Linked DNA regions of Hordeum vulgare: region 2 is linked to region 1. Evidence: chromatin contacts called from public Hi-C data. All regions are on one chromosome and are shown on one strand. Each heading gives the region's core, a stretch centred on a gene start, on an enhancer-like site or on the middle of the called end of the contact. The rest is flanking DNA. Distances are from core to core; before and after follow the strand shown. Region 1 holds the start of LOC123427052. Region 2 holds the start of LOC123427060.

Region 1 (4,058 bases), core at 508-3,007:
AAACGATCCCTTATAATTGCGGGTTATCACTTCCACCTTAACATATGTCGTTGTAATGCTCATACTAACTTTGTTTGTTATTCTTTTTCCTTGATGGGATGAGCTAAGCTCAGCATTCACAAAATCTCTAGAATAAAGACCAATTGAGAAATATAAGCAACATTTAGTGCCAAGAAGACATGGGTTATGGCGAAACAAGCATCCTTCACTTTCAAGTTTGTGCATGAGAAAAACTTGTCAGTGAAGAGGAAAAAAATGCGTATGTGAAACTCCTTTGAGTAATGCATTCATGTGGTGATCACCCCTCTCCCCCTTGAGTCCGGGAAAAACTATGTTTGTTACACACACACACGAAGAGGAGCAAAGGATGGCTACTCAAGTTTCCTTGGTCGGATGATCTAAGTCTAACATTTCCGAGTAATCAAGAGAATGAATGCATACAAATAAATATGAGCAGAATCAAGTGCCATCTAGATAACATTGGTTATGGCGGAACAACCATCCTCCTCTTCCAAAGTTAAACTTGTAAGAGAAGACGAACCAAACTCGTGTGAGGGCATCTTTAATGCTGACCCTCGATGTGTCCATATAGGTCGAGATAACAGTGCTTGGACCATTTTTGTTATTCAACGAAGACCCTTAAATGTTTTATGAAAGTCCATGTAACATGCGGAGGTCCGCTTGACTCAATTTTATTTGGACCCTAATAATGTCCACACTACCCATGAGGATATCCTCTATGTCTGGCCTAACTCTGCCGTTCGGATTTGACACGTATCTCATGAACATGATTAGATGACTGACTGCCTTATTCTATACGTGGATGCGTGTGAATGCTGTTTGCGGGCGGATAATGCGTTTGTTTTAGAAGACATCGTTGGAGATGCCTAACAAAACGTGTATGACTGAGCCTAACTTAGACGTTTAAGTTATTTGTGATGGAACAACTCCATTAGGGTTCAAGTTATAGACCTATCATTAATACTTTCATTTTTCAAGATTTATTTCAGCCTTTCCGAAGATGTTTGATGTGCGGTTGAAGACGTTTCCATCGACCATGTGGTCACATGTGATGATTCTCTCAATCTCAGAATGTGATGTCAGCTTGGTATCATGGAGATGCTCATAGAATTAAAGTGTGCGTGCGTTTTTAGAGATGGATGCATGTGTATGTTTATGAGTGCGCATGTTGTTAAAAACAAAACCGTCGTTAAAAACAAAACAAAAACGTGTGTGTAAAATTTCTTCGAGCAGACCCACAAAAAAAACATTCCTTCGAGCAAAATGCATTCAGGCAGGATCATGCTCCTCCTCCCCCATTGTGTTGAAGGAGAAAAAAACTATGTACCTTTGTCAGGCACGCATGGACAGGAGCAAGCGTGATCGTTCCCGTTCCCGTTCCCGTTCCCGTTCCGTTATGCAAGTACACAGAAGTACTACTATATTGACCTAAGCAAATCCTACGGCCCTAATCCAATTCCAGAAGGAAATCGATCAATTCGGAAGATCCAGATCAGCCGCAGTAAAGGAGGCGATAAATTCCTTTCCAAAACCAACGAGCCGTCCATCCAGGATCCACAACCGCACGGACACGGTCACACGCGCGCGTCTCGCTCCAACAGTCCAACTGGCGCGAAAATCGCACGGCCGGTGCAGAGGAAAGGCGGAGGCGCACGGGAAAACCCGGGAAGAAAATATTCCCAGGAAAAAGAGATCCCCCGCCCGCGCACGCCCCGGAGAGGAGAGGAGAAGAGGAAAACCCACAGCGGAACGCAACAAACGAGAGAGAGAGAGAGCGGGGAGAGCCGCCCGCCCCGGACGGAAGTAGAAAAGGGGATCGGGCCGGCCGCCCCCACCCCCAGAGCAGGCAGGCAGGCAGGCAGGCCACTACGCGCGCGCCCTCCCTCCTCTCCAACCCCTCTCCTCCTCCCGTTGGCTCCCCCTCCCTCGCGCCGCGCGGAAGGCCAAGCGGGAGAAGGAGAAGGAGCCTTGGAGATTTTCGCGGAACCACCACCACCCCCACCCTCCCATCAAGGTTTCACCGCCACCACCCGTCCTCCCCCCACCACCCGTCGCCGCTCCAACAATCCCAGTCGAGTCATCCACCCCACCCCACCGCCGCCGCATTCGCAGGTGTCCAACCCCCGCGTCCTCTGCAGAGCCGCCAATCCCCTCCCGCCCCGTCGGCTCGCGGATCTCGGCTACCGCCGGCGCCGGTGTGGATTCCGCTCCCGTGGTCGGTTGTTTATTGCTCTGATTTGGGCCCGGATTCTCCCCGGATTGCGTTTCCTCTTGATTGATGGGGCCGCTGCCGCTGCTCCGGCTCGGGGTCTGAGTCCGATTCGGGCGGAAGGTAGACAGATTGTCGTCTTTTTATTGACCCCCTGCCCCTGCCCCTGGTCTCCCTGCTGCTGTTGTTGTTGGATTGATTTGGGATCCGAGATTGCTCCGTGAAGTTTTTGGTCCTAGGGATATTTTTTGATTGGCCCGGATCAGGAATAGAGGGTTCTCTTGTTGGGGGGAGAGGGGGATCTAGGGTTGCGTCTTCTCTAGTTCTCCGTGTATGTGCATATTCCATAGAAAAAACACCAAAAAAAAGAAGAAGAGAGCCAGGAGGTGGTGGAGGAGGAGGAGAGTGCACTGGAATTTGGAGCTCATGGCGCTGAATTATCCGTCCTGCTCCTTCTTGGTCAGCGACGAGTGCTCTGCCCTGATGCGAGGGTGTGGATGCTGGTCGGAGGAGGCATCGCCCCTCTCGTCCCCAGGGGTCAACTCCAGGCGCCGGGATGATTTCGAACGGGACCCTGCAGATCTATTGCCCGTGGATCCCTTCGGGATGAACTTGGGGCACACGCTCACTGCCGCCCTCGCCAGTTGCCTTGACCGCACGGTCATGTCTGGTCCAGGGCGTTTTGGAAGCAGTGACGGTGGCAGGTCCGTTCGTCCTGCTGACTTGAGTTTTTACATGGACCTGGAACACGCTATGGCGCTCTCCCGGGAGCCATCTTACCTCCCAGCTGGCTGCAGTCGTGCTTTTGAGGGCCCCTCTGGGTTTGGAGGCCTTTATGATGCCCGAGGCGCCAACTGCTCTCAAGGATTGCCCGCCCTTGCGTCCTGCTCGCGCTCAGTTGTACCCACAGAGGATCAATCCACTTCTGGCAATGCTGCATTGGGGTGCCCTGATGATGGAGATGATGTCGTGGGAAGTGTCCCACATGACGAGATGATGTATGCTCCCTCTGGGTTTGGAGGCCTTTATGATGCCGGAGGAGGCGCCAACTGCTCTCAAGGATTGCCCCCCCTTGCGTCCTGCTCACGCTCAATTGTACCTGGAGATGATCCATCCACTTCTGGCAATGCTGCATTGGGGTGCCCTGATGATGGAGATGATGACGTGGGAAGTGCCCCACATGACGAGATGAAGTATGCTCCCTCTGGTTTTGGAGGCCTTTGTGATGCCGGAGGCGCCAACTGCTCTCAAGGATTGCCTCCCCTTGCGTCCTGCTCATGCCCAATTGTACCTGGAGAGGATCCATCTACTCCTGGCAATGCTGCATTGGTGTGCCGTGATGGAGATGATGCCGTGGGAAGTGCCCCACATGACGGGATGACGTATGCTCTTCGCTATCTTGGGCTTCGTGAGATCCTAGCTACAGAGATGGTGTGCAAGTCTTTGCATGCGGCTATCCGCAGTGTCTGCTTCGTGAATTGTTTGCACATTGAACCGGTATTGAGCGGAAAGATATCTGATCCTGATCTTCTACGCCTGACACAGAAGATTCCAGAGGGTTTCGAGTGTCTAAATATAAATGACTGCATAAATATCACCGACAATGGTTTGAATGTTGTTCTTCAAAGCAATCTGAAGTTAACAAAGGTTAGTATGCTCACAATCCTTTTTGCAAGTATTTCTAAGAATAATTCAATTCCTCAAAGGCCTGGGATCATATTTGGCAGCAAATTAATCTGTATATGTTCATAATTGCACCGATGTACTTCCTATCTTAGCATACTCTGATAGGAAAAATAGAATAGGCACCTAAATTCGTGCTGAATAT
Region 2 (3,719 bases), core at 874-3,373, 830 kb before region 1:
CAGCAAATGGTATGTGCAGTTGCTATAAGTCGATAACTTGTGAATGTATAGTGTCAAGTTGTGGTGGCTTTACACACAACTGGTGATGTAAATTGACATCACAAATTATCTACAACCCTCTTAAAAAATATTCATGAAAAAAAATCTTACAAAGGAAGAGTTTGAATGGATTGACAGCACAGGGTCACAGATCTAGCACCTGCCATTGAGGGTAGGGCTTACTTATGTCCATAGTTTGGCACCGACCAATTTGCTTAAATTATCAGGAAACAGAGAGTTAACTCCGTCACTTTGTTTCAATCAAAGGAGCTCAAGCTCCCAATTTCATTTCAAAAATGCTAAAAAATCATAAATCAGGCTTTTAGGCATGGCAAATCGAACATTTTTTATGGCAAATTATGTTGTCGTGAGGATGGCAATTTGCTCCATGGCTTGCTAAAGCAAATTGCCATCCTCGCGAAACATAATTTGCCATTCCGGGCGTTCGATTTGCCATGCTAAAAAATCTGGCGTTCGATTGTAGTGAAATCCTTTCATTTTCATGAAACTGGTAAAACAACCACCAATTCATCAAGTTCCACCAAAACGCACCCATGGCCGCACCACCGCAGCTACAAACCAGCCTGCCAAGCTAAAGAAACACCCAGCCGTAAAACAAGCAGCCAACCAGAACAAATGAACCACCCAGGACACAATCATGTCACACACATGACAGATACAAGCAGAGCCTAGGAATCGTCACTTACTTTGCCAATAGCCACTCTTAAAAGTTCAAAAACAAAGCCACTCTTTGCAGAGAACATGCATAACTCTTATGGGCAGGATCATCACAAAGTATTGATTAATCATCTCAATGGCAGTAGAACCAAAGTAAGGAAATACAGGTAGCATTATGTAACCAACTTGCCTCTAGCATTAGACATGCAGCAAATTTGCTACAGAAATCACAAATAATACCCTTATCTGGCAGTAGAACCAGAATGGATGTGAAAAGGTTAGGCTTCTAAGTGCCCCACCAAACCATCCGTATGATCCTAAAATGCTCTCAGATTAATTAATACTCCCTCCGTCCGGAAATACTTGTCGAGTTCTAGATACATCCATTTTTATTCTCCGACAAGTATTTCCGGACAGAGGGAGTAGCTAAAACCTCATGACTATGAGTAATGTGATACAGGGATGTCTCTCCACTACTTCCAGACGAAAACATACCGAAAGGGTACACAAAACTTTTGGCGCATTTTTTGTCCTAGTTGGGTAACTGTAAGCGTTCGTCCAACTCTCGCCCACGTGGCATATCCGGCATTTCCGCTGCCTCTCGTTGACAAAGTATTCTGCGGGTGGTTCATGAATAGCTGGTTTCAGAAGCAGTTGACGCAGATCATACTACCAGCGAAGCAAAACGAAACGCAGAAATAAGAGGAAGATCTCGCTAAGGTTGGCGAGGATCCACAGCCTATGTACGAAACTGATCAGCGGAATTATAGAAGGGAAAAAAGAGACTAAATAGAATTTAGCCAAATCCCGTTCCTAGCAGGTCTCGAATCCAAATCTCCGTTCACCTTCGCGCTAAGCAGATAAGCAACGAACTCCCGACCACCAAAATCGCACGCGCTCCCACAGGCTCAGCAATGCTCGCACAGGCAGCAGCCCGATGAGCGGAGCCAAGCCATCGATCATAACTGTAACGCGGGGCGGGGGAGGGGAGGGGAGCAGCTGGCTCACCAGGTGGTGAAGAACTTGGCGGACTGCGCGACCGCGAAGGCGAGGAGCCCCGCGACGAGCGGGTAGTTCACCACGGCGGCGGCCATCTCCAGCTAGGGTCGGGTCTCCTCGATCTCCGGCGGAGCCCTCTGGTACGGCGCGAGGGGAGAGGATTCGGGCTCGGCGCGAGGAAGCAACTGGAGGATGGCTGGCCTGGCTTCGTCTTCCTTCCTTCCTTCTGCCGTCGGCTTTTCCCCTCCCCCTCTCGCTCTCCTCCTGCGTGCTCTGGTAAATTCTGCGTGCGTGCGTTCGTGCCGCGCTACTCCTCCTACCAGTCTTTACGGACCCCGTTGCGCTGCGCTGCCGTCACGGCCCACGGAGAATAGATGGACCGACCGACGCGAGCACGGAATATTGCTTTTCCGGGGCTGGATTCCGTGGCACGGGAGAGTCGTTCGAATCGTTGCCCTGTTGGAACGGCACGGGCCCCGGCTGCCTGGTGTTGGTGTGGCCCCTCCGTTACGGACGGCTGGCTAGGATGGATAGCGATGGGCGTTGTGGGCGAATGAATATGCTTCGGGTCGCTAGATTTGAGCCACGCGAATATGCCACGCCATCGTCAAGTGCTTCGGTGGTTCCAGTACCGCATCAACCTGGTAGCTCACATAATTAATTAATTAAACAAAGGCAGCTACGTGTTCACCGGTGCAACAGCAACCCCGCTTACGTGTTGCTTGAGGTGCGAGGCCGCTGGTCGGTCGGCGGTCCAGATGCAGTACCGTGACATTGACACGGTTTCAGTTGAGGACATCCGGTTTGGGGTTTTTTTTTTTTTTTTTTTTTTGAAATTTCGGTTTGGGTATGTTGGGTATGGGCTGTGTGCACGCTTTGTCTCCCGTGCCGTGCCGGACGATGCAAATCTACAATTTGACTGCCTCTCTCTGCAAGCGACATGGTAGACGCCATGGCTAGGCCCCCATGGTTCGTACGGCAGCACACAGGACACGGTGTTCCAGCTAAAGCCGTGCGCTCCTGCCGGTGAACAAACGCTGCAGGACGCACCGCCTCAAGCTCGTACCTGCACGATCAATCGAATGGATCGGTTCACTCCAAGAATGATAGAGGCGCGCTGCCAGGACCCGCACCGTGTGCCTCTCCCAGAGCATATGCGAATATGCGGCGGCAGCATGCAATGAAACTGCCAACCACCAAATAACAATGCTAAGATCAGAGCTGACAACGGCAGCATGCAATGAAGCCAGGTTGGCCAGTCAACTCGAACAAGTGCGACCAAGACTCGGGGATACTCGGCTTCGGCTGATGCTGCTAAGTAATGAATATACATATCAGTATTACAGGTTCACAAGTTAGTTTCACACTGGATTATTACTAAAACGTTTAAGCATAACACAGCAACCCTCTCATCTGTCGACCTAGTATATCACTGGTTTCTCTTTGTTTCTTTAATCAGGAAATGTCTCTTCTTAAGCATCTTGATCCTGGCTGACCCGCCATATTACATAGACAGCTTGACTGAAAGGCCCGCGATGGTTTGCTGCATAGATACTTCACGCCGACGTGGCTGGTGTCCGCTCTGCAACCAATACTTTTTTTTTCAACCGCCTCTGCAAATTTATGGAAGCAACGGCGATCAGCGTTGAGCATTCGGGATAACAACTATTGGAGCATGTACATGGGAGTGGGCACGAACCTTCTCTGTGGTTAAATTTCTATCCGATTCCTGGTTTCAAACTTCATTCTTATGCATGTACTGTACATTGTAGCCTGGCAAGACCGCAAGACAAGGGTTCTGACTGATTGCTCTTGCAGCACTATTCACCCTTTCCAACGAATTTAACTAGCTCGGCTTTGGCAGCTTGTATGACCACTGGGAAATCAACCTCCATATAGCGTCCCCTGTGGGTAAAAACTTCAGCCCGTGAGCTAAATCGGTGGAAAGAGAAGATATACATAGATATAACAAAATGCGTCCGGAGAGAGAGAGAGACCAGAAG

The links. Hi-C and Micro-C count contacts between places; a contact is called where the count stands out from the background.
Region 2: a contact with region 1 is called in a Hi-C map of leaf, with 3 times the contacts expected there. The contact joins the promoter of LOC123427060 here to the promoter of LOC123427052 in region 1. A contact is called at or near these places in 1 of 6 Hi-C or Micro-C datasets (leaf) and 1 of 1 datasets of contacts at active chromatin or transcription factors (embryo).

The regions. Positions count from the first base shown.
Region 1 is chr2H:535,057,304-535,061,361 of MorexV3_pseudomolecules_assembly, reverse strand. It overlaps LOC123427052, which reads left to right and starts at 1,757. Exons shown (of 4, transcript XR_006622357.1): 1 at 1,757-3,077; 2 at 3,273-3,877.
Region 2 is chr2H:535,890,897-535,894,615 of MorexV3_pseudomolecules_assembly, reverse strand. It overlaps LOC123427060, which reads right to left and starts at 2,123. Exons shown (of 5, transcript XM_045111004.1): 1 at 1,726-2,123. The coding sequence starts at 1,811. It overlaps LOC123427058 (ATP-dependent DNA helicase Q-like 5), which reads right to left. Exons shown (of 21, transcript XM_045111001.1): 19 at 3,714-3,719; 20 at 3,416-3,621; 21 at 3,009-3,329. The coding sequence ends at 3,537.